Linked DNA regions of Hordeum vulgare: region 2 is linked to region 1. The links are chromatin contacts, called in public Hi-C maps. All regions are on one chromosome and are shown on one strand. Each heading gives the region's core, a stretch centred on a gene start, on an enhancer-like site or on the middle of the called end of the contact. The rest is flanking DNA. Distances are from core to core; before and after follow the strand shown. Region 1 holds the start of LOC123437443 (MLO-like protein 9). Region 2 has its middle 74 kb from the start of LOC123411171.

Region 1 (7,638 bases), core at 2,476-4,975:
TGCAGCGAAGGAAGGAGGAGGTCGTGAGGAAGAAGAAGAGGATACGGGCCAGATTTTGCTAACGGACCCAAGTCACTCTCCTAATAAAAACGATTTATTTACTATTATACAAAAACCGGAAAGGAAACTAAATAAAAGAAAATCTATAATACTTTTATATAGGCATATTATATATCAAAATTTACACAAAAAGATTTCCTACGAGATGAACATATTTTCGAGTCCAAATAAAATTGTCACAAAATCAGAAAATTCAAACAGTATTGCTGGTTTAAGAAAAATGCAAAGAAAACATTTTGAAAATACTAAAATGGATTCAAATTAATTTCTCTTCATTTTTATATTGAAGGGAATCATTTTACCCTATTTTCCATGTATTTTATTTTTGGAGAAAAGTAAATTTGAAAACCACTTAAAAAATTGTTTTTTGAAACATAATATAAAACATTTTCAAAATAGTCATGTGAGTTTCATAAGTTCAAATATAATTTCAAATGGGCCCTGGTTTGGAGTGTCATATTGCTCCTCTCAAGATTTTAAATTTGGGCAAGGGGATTTGAATTCATTTAAACTTTCAAATAGGACCAAAATATGAAATAGATTGCAAAAGGAATTATTTCCACATACCACCTTTTTTTCAAGTCCTTTATTTTGAAGAAGTCATGTTATCTTCTATCAGTGATTTGTATTGGATGAAATTGGAATTCAAAAGAAAATGGGAAAGTCATTTTATTCCCTCTCATTCAAAAGTTTTAAAAAGTTTGGAATTTCACTTAAGTTTCAATCACTCAATCAAACAATCAATCAATCTAGTAATTATTATAACATACCAAAATTTGGGATGTTAGAGAGATAGGCCCCATTTTTTAGTTTCGCATAGGGCCCCAAATTTTGCCGGCCCGATCGTGTATACCGTTATCGAGGAGTCCATAGTCAGATAACACATGATGGACATATGATTTCAACGTCGAGTTTATGCACTCTGGTGAAAACACACAATCTCTGATCCTGCTATATCGATGCGCGATTTGCATCGTGTCGTCGCCGAAAGTTGTGGATTGAAGCTTGGCTTTGGAGATGAGAATCCGGAGTTCAACCTTGGGTTGCATCACCATGGACGCACATGTGATGATAAGGCGTAGCACATAAGTTATGTATTTTTAATTTTAATTTTATCTTGCATCATAGGGTTAGTGGCTATCCGTTGAAGTTACTCTCGCGAGAGAGTGGGAGAATGTTGACTCTAGTATGCAATGTAATTTGTACTTTGTACCCATCTAGTTCTTCATTTCATAAGAAATTATATTATGGGTATGATTTTACCGAAACCTGACCATATATCGGGTTGTACTTGCAAAAGCTAGGCCTAAAGTCCAACAACAACAACAACCAAACCTTCCATTCCCAAACAAGTTGGGGTAGGCAAGAGTTGAAACCCATAAGATCTCGAAGCCAAGTCATGGCTCTGGAACGTGGATAGCTAACTTCCACGCACCCCTGTCCATGGCTAAGTCTTTGTCGATATTCCAAACCTTCAGGTCTCTCTTAACGGACTCCTCCCATGTCAAGTTTGGTCTACCACGACCGCTCTTAACATTCTCAGCATGCTTTATCCGCCCGCTATGCACCGACGCTTCCGGTGGCCTCCGTTGAATATGTCCAAACCATCTGAGACGATGCTGGACCAGCTTCTCTTCAATCGGTGCTACCCCAAGTCTCTCTCGTATATCGTCATTCCGTACCCGATCCTTCCTTGTGTGGCCACATATCCATCTCAACATGCGCATCTCTGCTACACCTAACTGTTGGATATGTTGTCTCTTGGTTGGCCAACACTCCGCGCCATACAACATCGCAGGTCGGATAGCTGTCCTATAAAACCTGCCTTTTAGCTTTTGTGGCACTCTCTTGTCACAGAGTACGCCAGAAGCTTGGCGCCACTTCATCCACCCAGCCTTGACTCGGTGGCCCACGTCTTCATCGATATCGCCATCCTTCTGCAACATGGACCCCGAATATTGAAACGTGTCTCTCTCCGGTACCACCTGCCCACCAAGGCTAACCTCTCCATCCTCGTGCCTAGTAGCACTAAAACTGCACCTCATGTATTCAGTTTTAGTTCTACTAAGCCTAAAATCTTTCGATTCTAGAGTCCGCCTCCATAACTCTAACTTTCTATTAACCCCCGTTCGGCTATCATCGACTAGCACCACATCATCCGCAAAGAGCATACACCATGGGATATCTCCTTGTATATCCCTTGTGACCTCATCCATCACCAAATCAAAAAGATAAGGGCTCAAAGCTGACCCTTGGTGTAGCCCTATTCTAATCGGAAAGTCATCGGTGTCGCCATCACTTGTTCGAACACTTGTCACAACATTATCATACATATCCTTGATGAGGGTAATGTACTTTATTGGGACTTTGTGTTTCTCCAAGGCCCACCACATGACATTCCGAGGTATCTTATCATAGGCCTTCTCCAAATCAATGAACACCATATGAAGGTCCTTCTTTTGCTCCCTGTATCTCTCCATCAGCTGTCGTACCAAGAAGATGGCTTCCATCGTAGACCTCCCAGGCATGAAACCAAATTGGTTTTTGGTCACGCTTGTCAACCTTCTTAAGCGGTGTTCAATGACTCTCTCCCATAGCTTCATAGTATGGCTCATAGCTAGGCCTAAAGTCCAAAAGTAGGTATTTTCTCAAGCGAGAGGCCGACCCAAAATGCAGCCCGAAACCCAAACCCCTGATCCAAACATTTGTATTTTAGCCTACACACATGCAAGCTCGGCCCAAAATTAAGGAAAACACAAGCATGAGCCTGACATGAATTCTCTTCCATGCTGTAAAATGAAGCTCAAGCCCGGCCCAAAAGGCAAGACCGACTTGTTCTACTGGACGGATCGCCGGACTAGTCCATGATCAGATTTAACCTTCAATTATTGTTTTTTAAAACAACAATAAAAAATCCTCATATTATTATTTTCACTCAAACCAACCGTTCCATTTTCTTCCGAGGAATGGGAGTTGCAAGGGCATGTACAATGGTTGATAAAATAGTCTTATCTTAAATCTTGCATGTAATTTAGAGATGACAAAAAAGAAAGTCTACAATGAATTATCTCTTAGTCTTATCTTCTATAATTAGTTATTCCTAAAAACATGATGAGACATATTATTCTAAAAGATCGCCTCTTGTCTTTTCTTAAATAAGAGAAGTCAAAACCTTTTTTTGTATTCTTTGTGCTTCATCTCATTATTTATCCTATGTGGCACACCTAAGATAGCACCATTTAGGGAATGTACACCGGGTAGCCCCAAGGATGCTGCCCCATAGGTTCGGGTGGTCCAGATAGGTTAGGGTGGTGCTTCAAACATGTCAGGGGATCTTCTGCAGGAGGCAGCCCCTTGGGCAGAAAAAGTGAAAAAGATGAAAAAATATGAGAGCAAAAGATTATGACATTGGGACCCATAATATAGAAGATATTAATTTTTGATAATGTGACTGAAAAAGTTATTTTTCCGTGTCTAACTGGATGCATCGGGGACGGCACCTACCACTGCCCTCAGTGCTCATGTCCTTACATGCCCTAAAAGGGTACAAGGGGCAGGTGGTATGAAAAGATAGTCACCGCAGAGGGGCCCGCCAAATCCCTCTTATGCAGGGCAGAGGAGATGCCATGTGCCTGCCCTTTTCCTCTCTGGAAGCCCTCGCTTTCTGACCGAGGTCGTCGTTTGAACTTTGTCCCTCCCTTTAATCGATAAGAAAAAACGCAGCTTGTCTGGCGAAGTTATATCAGAGCAGCGGCTGGCGCCCCATCTGCTCCGCTCGGAGTAACACTTCACTGTTGAGTGTTTAGGTACCGCCATTAACGCGGCCTGCAGCTTGCTGCCCCGGAGCCGGAGCGCGGAGGAGCAGATCGGGTATGGCCGGCGGCGAAGGCGGGGAGGGGGCGCGGGCGCTGGACCAGACGCCGACGTGGGCCGTGGTCGCCGTCTGCGCCGTCATCGTCGCCGTCTCCATCCTCCTCGAGGGCATCCTCCACCACCTCGGCCAGGTACACCCCCCAGGCTCCCTCCGCTCCATTTTCCATCTCCCTGAACCCGTCCAACACATCCTCCTCGCCATTCTTGGGCATGGCGGTGCCTTGCCTGCAGTGGTTCAGCAAGAGGAAGAAGAAGGCGTTGTTCGACGCTCTGGAGAAGGTCAAATCCGGTACATTTTGCGGCACGCTCCTCCCCACCCCCAAATCTTCTCTTTGTTTCCTTCCGTGTGAAGAGCAATTTGACGGGAGTTGATGCTTGCCATGTGCAGAGCTCATGACTCTGGGCTTCATCTCGCTGCTGCTGACTGTCACGGCGAGGTACATATCGCGCATCTGCATTCCGGCGGGGGCCGCCGACACCATGCTGCCCTGCAAGCTCTCCAGGAGCTCCGACCACGGAGAGCCCAAAGGCCACGGCCGACGTCACCTGTCTGAAGAGCCGGCCAACTTCTCATGCCCCAAAGTGAGTTAACTACTGTGTCGTTTGGTTTATATCGTGCAGTAGCCAGGTTCATGACACTGATTTCTTTGACGCCACTGATTGGGTCAGGTTAACGAGATTGATTGTTAGTATTATTTTTGAAAGGGAGGATTGGTTGTATTTGTTCTCTGTTCCTCTCATCTTCAGAAATGGGTTGGTCATTCAAAAAATGTTTTGTTTATCAGTGGAATCCCAATACCATTTCAGGGCATGGTGTCACTCGTTTCGACCGATGGGTTACACCAGCTACATATCTTCGTGTTCTTCCTGGCCGTCTTCCATGTAACGTTCAGTGCTATTACAATGTCCCTGGGCAGAGCAAAGGTAAGGTCTATTCCTCAGGCAGCATACAGGTGCCTGTTCTGAATTTCCAAAAGTATGAAAGGATTTCATGTATCTAGACAGAAGGAGTACTAGTTAGTGTACTTGAGCAAGGCCACAAGCTTGAAATAACTCAGAAATTTTCTGTGCAGACGCGGATATGGAAGGAGTGGGAAAAGGATACTTCCTCCATCACCTATGAATTTTCAGCCGGTAGTGTCTCCATTGTTTATCTCTTGTTATGGTACAAGTAGAATCAATGTGTTACCTTTTTAATCAGCTTATTCGTAATCTCTTGTGAGGCATTTTTTTTAATCTGCTGGTACCCATTGTTGATATTTTACTTTTCAGATCCGTCGAAATTCCGGCTCACTCACCAGACTTCTTTTGTGAGGCAGCACGCGAGCTGTTGGAGCAAAAGCACAACTATGCTCTATGTTGTAAGTTCTCTCCTGATTCCTCCCAACGATGGTTATGAAGTAGCATAATGTATCAAATTTTCAGAGTAAATTGCAAATTTAAGCTCCTAGATTAATATACGACCTGAAGCTTTGAATATATCTGGCCCAGGCATAATTATTCCTTACTATCTACATTTGTACTGAATATCAAATATCAGTTAGGGCTAACCATTCCACATTTCTACTGAATATCAAATATTAGTTAGTACTTATCGCAGAAAACAAAATTAGTATTTACCATTCTACATTTCTCCTGAACATTAACTATGAAAGATATATACTGACTTTTTCCAACCGGGGGAACTCGAGTTCCAAAATGTTTATACTCATTGGTGAGCTATTACCAGTTTACTGAATAGGAGCCCAATGGTTTTCCAAGATCATATACGACGCGTTTGGTTCGAAGGAAATGTCACGGCTTCCAATTATAGCGCTTTCCAAACAGTACCTGGCGTTTGGTAGGCCCACGACGTATTAGGTAGCGGTGTCTTTCGATACTTGGGGTCATGAAACTGAAAACGGCAGGACTAAAGGTGATTAGAAAACCGGGAGCTGGACGCTCAAAACAAACAGATCTCATATTCGGTAAAAGTAGTTCAAAAAGGAGCTTCCCGATACCCGGACCAAACACGTTACCTGAGCACAAACCGAACGTGTCGATAGTGTTTTTCTTATAATAGAACCATAGGCTACAGCGAACAGGTGTGAAGCTGTTCTAAATAAAGTTAAAACATCCTCGTCATTTATGTATCTAGAAATGCTTTAGCTCAGGAACTTGTTATCGTTTGATTTTATACAGGTGAGCTTCTTTAGGCAGTTTTTCAGATCTGTTCGGAGGACAGACTACCTGACATTGCGGCACGGATTTATTGCTGTGAGTAGCTTCATATCTCCAGTAAGTTCCTGTTTTTAGCCTACACTGATGATTTACCTTTGCATAGGCTCATTTATCCCCAGGGACTAGGTTCAATTTTCGAAAGTACATCAAGAGATCTTTGGAGGATGATTTCAAGACAGTTGTTGGCATTAGGTAAGGAGGCCTACGAACCATCCTTATTTTCTTCCTAATAACTGAATGACTCATTTGTATCATCATTGTTTTATTAGTCCACCTTTATGGGCCTCTGCTCTGGCTGTTATGCTCTTCAATGTTCATGGTGAGTTATATATTTCCTTTGATGGAGTTCCTGTGCAATTTGGCACGTTATAATTTCTAGGACACAGGGATCTTTGGGAAGCTTTCTGTGAAAATATGATATTATTTAATTCGAAATATTCATTCTTCAGGATGGCATAACTTGTTCTGGTTCTCCACAATTCCCCTTGTAGTAAGTTCTTACTATTATATATTTTATTACTGTAGCACGCTTTATATTCATGTTGCTAAGTTCCTAACCATGCTTCTGTATATCTAGGTGATTTTAGCTGTTGGAACAAAGCTGCAGGCTATAATTGCAAGGATGGCTGTTGAAATTACAGAAAAACACACAGTTATTCAAGGAATGCCAGTGGTGAAACTCAGTGATGAACATTTCTGGTTCGGAAAGCCTCATATGGTTCTTCACCTTATCCATTTTGCATTATTCCAGGTCAGTTAAAGGGCCAGAAAAGGACCCTTGTCGACCAGACTAAATTATTTGAAAATACGGACCTGCATTTTAGCCTCAATTGTGTACATTAGTCACGTAGTAATGGTTCGTTCTGCTGCTGAATAGTTTCTTGTTAACTATGGTAAATTGCACTTGAACTCACATGTTTGCCAGGAAAAAAGAACAGTTGTAACTAGAGCATACTTGTTTCATTGTCATATAATATTTCAATCCCTAGCCTTGTGCATTCACTTTGGAATTGAATTGAAGGATAGCGCTGTCAAAACTTCTAATAGCTGTTCTTTGTTCCTGCAGAATGCATTTGAAATTACTTATTTCTTTTGGATTTGGGTAAGACTACAATCGACATTTGGAATCATTTTTTATGGTACCACTTAGTACTCGTTTGATGATAACAGTAACTTTCGTGCAGTATGAATTCGGCTTGAGGTCCTGTTTCCATGACAACTTTGAGTTTACCATTGCAAGAGTCTGCCTTGGGTGAGTATCAAATACTGTATCTGCATACTGATTTATTCCTCAGTCATACTAAGTTACTAACTGTGGCTGCTCCTACGTACTCATATGTGTAGGGGTGTCGTCCAATTTGTGTGCAGCTACATCACGCTTCCACTCCATGCACTTGTATCTCAGGTACCTACTCACACTGCCCACGAATGTTCAGTAACTATCCAACTTTAGTTTCTACTGACACACACTTTGATCATCACAAC
Region 2 (7,638 bases), core at 1,450-3,949, 110 kb before region 1:
AGAATTCGCAACATTTTTTGAATTCTGAGCAATTTATGAAGAACGACATTGTTTTTGAATTTTGGAACATTTCTGAAATCAAGAACATTTTTTGATAGTTAAGAACAATTGTCAAACATGAACTTACATTTAAAAAAGATGAAAGTAACCTTGAATTTTTAAAGCAATATTTTTTTCAATCTTGAGGACAAATTTTGAAAGCGAAAACGATTTTTGCAAAATATTGAACAAATTTGGAAGCGCGGACAATTTTTAAAGCACAAACACTTTTTGAGTCTTGAGAACTAAATTTGAAAATGGAGAATAATTTTGAAAACCCCAAACAAATTTGAAAGAGTGAACAAATTTTTAAAGCACCAACATATTTTGAATCTTGAGAATAAATTTTGAAACCAAGAACAATTTTAAAAAATCTTGAACAAATTTGAAACCGCGAACATTTTTGAATCTTATGAACAAATTTTGAAACCAAGAACAAATTTGAATCTTCAATACAAATTTTGAAACCAAGAACATTTGTTTGAAAATATGGAACATTTTTTTAAAATTGAAAACGTTTTTTGAAAACGCAGAATATTTTTTGAAAATCCATAACATTTTTTGAAACAGAAACAGAAAAGTGAAAAAGAAACAAAAAGAAAAAGGAAACAAAAACCTATTCAAGGAAGCTTCTAGAAGTTTCTCAAAACCGAGAAAACCGTCTGAAAAACTATGAAAGGTTCCTAAAATCGGGGCGCTGCAACCCACTGAATGAGCCAGCCCATTTAAAATCACTCATCACTTCGCACAGAACCACAAATAGGATATTCCGAGTAAACTGCTTGATTATGCACTTTGTTTAGTTCTCACATCCCAGGCCTGGGTCCTAGAGGCCTTGGGCCTGGATCCGCCCTTGGCGGCGAACTCAATCATACAAACAATTAAATTGTAGAGACCCATTGCTAAAAAAAATTCAAATTGTAGAGATCTTTGCTGAAGATCATGGTGAGCATTGGTGCAGTACCAACTGGTGCGGTCGGAGATATAAAATTTGGATTCTTCTAGTAACACTTTTTTTTTGTGACGCTGCATGGGAATTACAAGCAGCCCACACTTCTACGCAGGCATTAATTGGAGTCTTCATCCAGATTGAAAATAATGATCGCATCCAGCAACTTTACATTGCGGCAATGTACCAGACGGCTTCCTCTCCTCTTCGAGCTGAGTGTTATGACCTCATGCTTGCAACCAGGCTAGCAAGCATACTAAATATTCAAGATCCACACTTCTAAACTGGTTACTCAGTACTAACTTTGACAGCAAAAACAACGGACATTCTCTTCTCGCTCAGACACGAAATAGTCCTTTTCAGCATCGAAACGTGTTTTTCTTCAGAAATCAGCATCGAGAAGTTGCTCACGTTAGCAAGGGAAAAAACATCAAGGCTCATCACCCTGCACGCCTAGCTTTGAAAGTACAGAAGATATATGTACTGTTTAGTTGCTTATTATGGATTCAGTGCTTTGTTCAATCAGGGAAACTCTCTCCGTATCCAGCGTGCTTCCTTTCCCGCTTATCTGTGTAAAATGTTTATAAGTTAATAATATCTTTATGTTAAAAAAATATATTAAAAAAGCACAACGGAGGAGCTCCCCACGCAGCTGCCTCGCGGCGTGCAATCCGCCGATCGCGTCGACGACTACCTCTGCATGCGTTACCTGCTCCGTCAGGACACGAGGATCCAAGACGAGAGAGCACGAGACGGACCATTCGTGCAATCTACAGTATATCCAAGACCCCGAGAAATCAAATCAAGCGCTGGCATGCCGAGGCAACACCCGCGGCTGCCGACTTGCCGGACGTGTCAAAGATGCAGCGTGCGTTGTCAGTGGAGCGGGGTACGTGCGTCCCGTTGCACCCGACCCAACGATTAATTTGGACGCTGTAGCATGCAGTGCCAGTGCCCACGGCCGGTGGATGCCTGACGACTGACGGCCCATCTGACTCCGATCGAGTCAAGGTTTCCGCGCCGCGTCGCCGGCCTTGGCCTTTTCTGGGTACGGCCGCCGCGTTTCCACCTTCTGCTTCCATCGTCGCCCTTCACTTCTCCTCAGTTCTCACCACTCAAGATCGGTGGAAAGCAGCTAGTATCACTTAATCAATAAGAAAATCCCATTGATTAAGAGGCACTACGCTCCCACTCCGTTTGCTTTGGAGTTAATCAGTGCCCCGGCCGGTGCGTGCTAGTAGCAGCCATGTTTCAAGGTCATGCTTTGGCAGATAATTATTGACTAATTAGACGTGTTCTAACTTGGGATTAAAACAAAAGCATGGTACTCCTAGACCTAGGGCACTGTTTTAGGCTGGTCCACTCGCTCCCGCTTCAAACTATCCATCCACTGTCGTCTGTCGCCGTCTATTGTCATCATCATCATGAACCCATGATTCATGCCCATGTTCCACGGCTGATTGTCATCATCGGATAATAATGCCGACAAACTTGGCGGTGGGGCGACGTGACCCTAATCCCCAGGAGCTGTTTGTCTCTTCTCAATCAACATAAATTAAACTTGCAATGCAGGTGAGCTGACCCGTCCTCCTTTGCCCCGGGACAAGAGAAATTCTTACTAACACTCAACCGCGGCACACGCATGAGCATGAGCATACAGTTGTAGGCGAGATCGTTCCACTTAAATCTGACAGTGATGGGCACGGTGTCGACGTCGACACGTCGTGTGTACGCCATGTGATGTGCTACGTCTACGCTGTAGTCCACGTACACATGCATCCAGCTGGGACCCGCATGCCATCCATTGATCGATCACATGCAGGATACCACGATATCTTTGGGTGAATGGATGGAGCGCCGTGGCCCGTGTGACATCAATGTTCGCATCGCATCAAAGACCAACATTGATACGTATCTCCGCTTGGAACATGAAGAAATTGCTTCTTGGGGGAAACAGTGGTCGGCTCCTCTTTTGCATAACAATTTCTTTGTTTTTACCTTTGTGAATTCTGAAATCGAACTCATTTAAAAAAAATTTAACCTGACCCTTTTTTACGACGTCAATATTTCTGACATCTCATTTGCATGAGAGATGCCAAGTCCCTGACGTTTGGTACGAGCCTGCATGATCGGCTGACCCATTGATTCTCTGACGTGGCAAAGGGTCAGACGCCGGGGATCCTGCGTCCGTCTTGTCTTGGACCAGACGTCAAGGACCCTGACGTGTGTTACCAAACATCAGGGACCTTGACGTCTGGTCCCAACAGATCACACAAATAATTTTTTTATAATATGTCCTATATCATCGAGGCGTAAATGTCTTTGGCGTTTGGTACCACACGTCAGGGTCCTTGTCGTCTGGCCCTTTCCCACATCAAAGAGTCAACAGGTCAATCGGTCATGCAATCTCGTACCAGACGTCAGGGACCTTGACATCTTCCATGCAAACCTGACGCTAAGGATGTTGGCGTCTCCAAAAGGTATTAGATTCACATTTTTTAAAAGTAAGGTCAATTTCGGAATTTGTTACGCCAAAAGGTCAAAACAAAAAATATATCCTCTTTCATAAGGGGACCAAAGAGTTCACGTAAGAGTGAAAGTATACTACACTAGAGTAGATGCACGTACCTCTTTTTTCTGAAATGATGGACACACGTACCTCTTTTTTCTAAATGAAGATGCGCGTACTGACAAACAGTAGAAAATTCGGTGGCACCAAAGAGAGCCTTAGCAAAATCTTGATACTCATTTAAAAAAATCTTTGAGGGCCATGCTTATTTTGATACTCGTGTTAAAATGGTTATGTGTATTCCTAATTGTTGGAGAGGCCGGAAAGTAAAAATTCTCTTGCAATTTTAGAGGACAGCCCCTCGAGGGCGAAGCCTAGGGGGAACTGGCAGCGGCGGGCATGTTTCTTTCGCCCCGGGTGCGCCTCGCCCGTGATTTGGGGATCTCACGGCGACTGATGGTGGTCCACGGGGCGCCGCTCGTGGCCTCTTGCTAGTGGAGTGGTAGGCCGTCGAGGAGGCATTGGTGCTTCGCGTCAAGGTGCCTCCTAGTGCGCTTGCTTAGGGGTACAGATTGGGGTGGCGCTCGATCTGTCGTTCATGGTGGCCTCAGGCGCCGTTCTACACCTTGCAGGACTGCACATAGGCAAACTGTGGGTGTGGCAGCGCGACATGCACGCGGCTGTGGTGGCGAAACGGGGGGCTTCAAAGTTCGTGATCAGATGTGGCGTGGACGATGTGTCCATGCTCGCGGCATGGCGGCGGCCCCGAGTGGAGGATCTGGTGCTGGCATGCTCGGCAGCGTAACGGCAAGTCGAGCGCATCTGACCATGGGGCGAGACGCAAGGGATTTGGAACCCAGTGCGCGGATCTGACGGTCGTGACAGCGGTTGCCATTGTTTGGACAATGATAGTGTTCGGAATATGCCCTAGAGGCAATGATAAAATAGTTATTATTATATTTCATGTTTCAAGATAATCGTTTATTATCCATGCTATAATTGTATTGAATGAAAGCATAGATACATGTGTGGATGTATAGAGAAAACAATGTCCCTAGTAAGCCTCTAGTTGACTAGCCAGTTGATCAAGGATGGTTAAGGTTTTCTGACCATATGCAAGTGTTGTCACTTGATGACTGGATCACATCATTAGGAGAATGATGTGATGTACAAGACCCAAATTATGAGCGTAGCATGTGATCGTGTCATTTTGTTGCTATTGTTTTCTGCGTGTCAAGTATTCATTCCTATGACTATGAGATCATGTAACTCACTGAAACCGGAGGAATACCTTGTGTGTATCAAACATCGCAACATTACTGGGTGACTATAAAGGTGCTCTACAGGTATCTCCTGAGGTGTCCGTTGAGTTAGCATGCATCAATACTGGGATTTGTCACTCCGTGTGACGGAGAGGTATCTCGGGGCCCACTCTCTAATACAACATCACATATAAGCCTTGCAAGCAATGTGCGTAAAGTGTTAGTCATGGGATCTTGTATTACGGAACGAGTAAAGAGACTTGCCGATAATGAGATCGAAATAGGTATAGAGATATCGACGATCAAATCTCGGGCAAGTAACATACCGAAGGACAAAGGGAATGGTATACGGGATTATATGAATCCTTGACACAAAGGTTCAACCGATAAGATCTTCGTAGAATATGTAGGATCCAATATGGACATCCAGGTCCTGCTATTGGATATTAACCGGGGAGTGTCTCAGGTCATGTCTACATAGTTCTCGAACCCGCAGGGTTTGCACACTTAAGGTTCGGTGACGTTTCGGTATAGTTGAGTTATAGGTGTTGGTGACCGAAGGTTGTCCGGAGTCCCGTATGAGATCAAGGATGTCACGGGGGTTTTCGGAATGGTCCGGAATCGAAGATTGATATATAGGATGGTTTCATTTGGTCACCATAAAGATTTCGGGCATTACCGGCAGTGTGCGGGGAGTGACGAATGGGTTCCAGATTTTCACCGGGAGGGGCCCACCCACCCGGGAGTGAGCCCAATAGTCCTAGGGTGGCGCACCAGCCCTTAGTGGGCTGGTGAGGCCATCCCAAGTGGGCTATGGCGCTACAAGAGAAAACCAAAAGAAAAGAAAAAAAAAGGGAGGTTAGAAGGGAGAGGAGGACTCCTTCCCGAAAACTAATTGGAGTTGGAGTCCTCCTCTCCACTTCGGTCGGCGCCCTAGGGGCTCCCTTGAGCCCCAAGGCTAGCCCCTCCCCTCCTCCTATATATACTAGAGGTTTTAGGGTTTTTTCGACACAACTTTGCCACGTGCAACTCAAACCTATACCTCGTAGTTCTACCTCTAGATCGGATTTCTGCGGAGCTCGGGCGAAGCCCTGCAGGAATAGATCATCACCATCACCAGCGCGCCATCACGCTGCCGGTGAACTCATCTACTTCCCTGTCTCTCTTGATGGATCAAGAAGGCAGAGATCGTCATCGAGTTGTATGTGTGCTGAACGCGGAGGTGCCGTCCGTTCGGTGCTAGATCGAGACGGATCGTGGGACGACGGTGATTTGAATCATGAAGTTTTACCACTACATCAACTGCATTTCTTAACGCTTCCCGTTGAGCGATCTACAAGGGTATGTGGATCAGATCTCCCTCTCGTAGATGAACATCACCATGATAGGTCTTCTGTGCGTAGGAATTTTTTTGTTTCCCATGCAACGTTCCCCAATAGTGGCATCATGAGCTAGGTTCATGCGTAGATGTAATCTCGAGTAGAACAGAAAGTTGTTGAGGGTGTTGATTTTCGATTTGCTACCCTCCTTAGTCTTTTCCTGATTCGGCGGTATTGTTGGATTGAAGCGGCCTGGACCAACATTACTCGTACGCTTACGAGAGATTGGTTTCATCGACTAACATGCAACTTGTTGCATAAAGATGACTGGCGGGTGCATGTTTCTTCAACTTTTGTTGAATTGGATTTGACCGAGGCGGTCCTTGGAGAGAGGTTAAATAGCAATTTTCACATCTCCGTTGTGTTTTTTGCGTAAGTAAGATGCGATCATAATAGATACCCATAGCAGCAACGTAAAACATGCAGCAACAAATTAGAGGAAGTCTAACTTGTTTTTGGAGGGTATGCTTGTGATGTGATATGGCCAAAGACATGATGTGATATATTGGATGTATGGGATGATCATGTTGTAATAGTTAATATCGACTTGCATGTTGATGCTATGGCAACCGACAGGAGCCATAGGGTTGTCTTTGAACTAACGTTTGTGTTTGCACATGCGTTTACTATATTGCTAGGTTGTAGCTTTAGTAGTAATAGCATAGATAGCACGACAACCTCGATGGCGGCACGATGATGGAGATCATGGTGTGGTGCCGGTGACGATGAAGACCATGCCGGTGCTTTGGTGATGAAGATCAAGAAGCACAAGATCATGGCCATATCATGTCACTTATGAATTGCATGTGATGTTAATCCTTTTATGCACCTTATGTTACTTAGAACGATGGTAGCATTATAAGGTGATCCCTCACTAAAATTTCAAGATAAAATTGTGTTCTCCCCGACTGTGCACCGTTGCGATAGTTCGTCGTTTCGAGACACCACGTGATGATCGGGTGTGATAGACTCAACATTCACATACAACGGGTGCAAAACAGTTGCACACACGGAACACTCGGGTAAAACTTGACGAGCCTAGCATGTGCAGACATGCCTCGGAACACGAGAGACCGAAAGGTCGAGCATGAATCGTATAGTTGATATGATTAGCATAGAGATGTTTACCACTGAAACTACGCTCAACTCACATGATGATCGGATTTGAGTTAGTGAATTTGGATCATGCCACACTCAAGTAACTAGAGGGATGTCTATTTGAGTGGGAGTTTATTAGTAATTTGATTAGTTAAACTCTAATTATCTTGAACATAGTCTAAGTCCACTTTGCAATATTTTATGTTGTAGATCAATGGCTCACGCAGTAGCAACCCTGAATTTGAATACGTTCCTAGAGAGAGCTAAGCTGAAAGATGATGGCAGCAACTTTGTAGACTGGGCTCGTAATCTTAGGCTCATCCTACAAGCTGGGAAAAAGAATTATGTCCTTGATGCTGCGCTACAAGATGAACTACCTGCTACGTCTGGCCAAGATGTTTT

Evidence for each region. Hi-C and Micro-C count contacts between places; a contact is called where the count stands out from the background.
Region 2: a Hi-C map of leaf shows a contact between it and region 1, with 4 times the contacts expected there. The contact joins the enhancer-like site here to the promoter of LOC123437443 in region 1. A contact is called at or near these places in 2 of 6 Hi-C or Micro-C datasets (both in leaf).

Annotation. Positions count from the first base shown.
Region 1 is chr1H:365,072,843-365,080,480 of MorexV3_pseudomolecules_assembly, reverse strand. LOC123437443 (MLO-like protein 9) reads left to right here and starts at 3,725. Exons shown (of 15, transcript XM_045115710.1): 1 at 3,725-4,064; 2 at 4,165-4,222; 3 at 4,322-4,515; 4 at 4,741-4,857; 5 at 5,007-5,067; 6 at 5,206-5,294; 7 at 6,115-6,189; 8 at 6,257-6,345; 9 at 6,423-6,472; 10 at 6,603-6,643; 11 at 6,731-6,904; 12 at 7,220-7,255; 13 at 7,338-7,405; 14 at 7,498-7,558. The coding sequence starts at 3,933.
Region 2 is chr1H:365,181,047-365,188,684 of MorexV3_pseudomolecules_assembly, reverse strand. No RefSeq gene overlaps it. Among protein-coding and RNA genes, the nearest start is that of LOC123411171, 74 kb to the left of the region's middle. Within about 2 kb of position 2,699, at least 3 of the 3 cell types and tissues checked have open chromatin away from gene starts, as enhancers often do. A contact at or near this core is called in leaf, where this site is marked.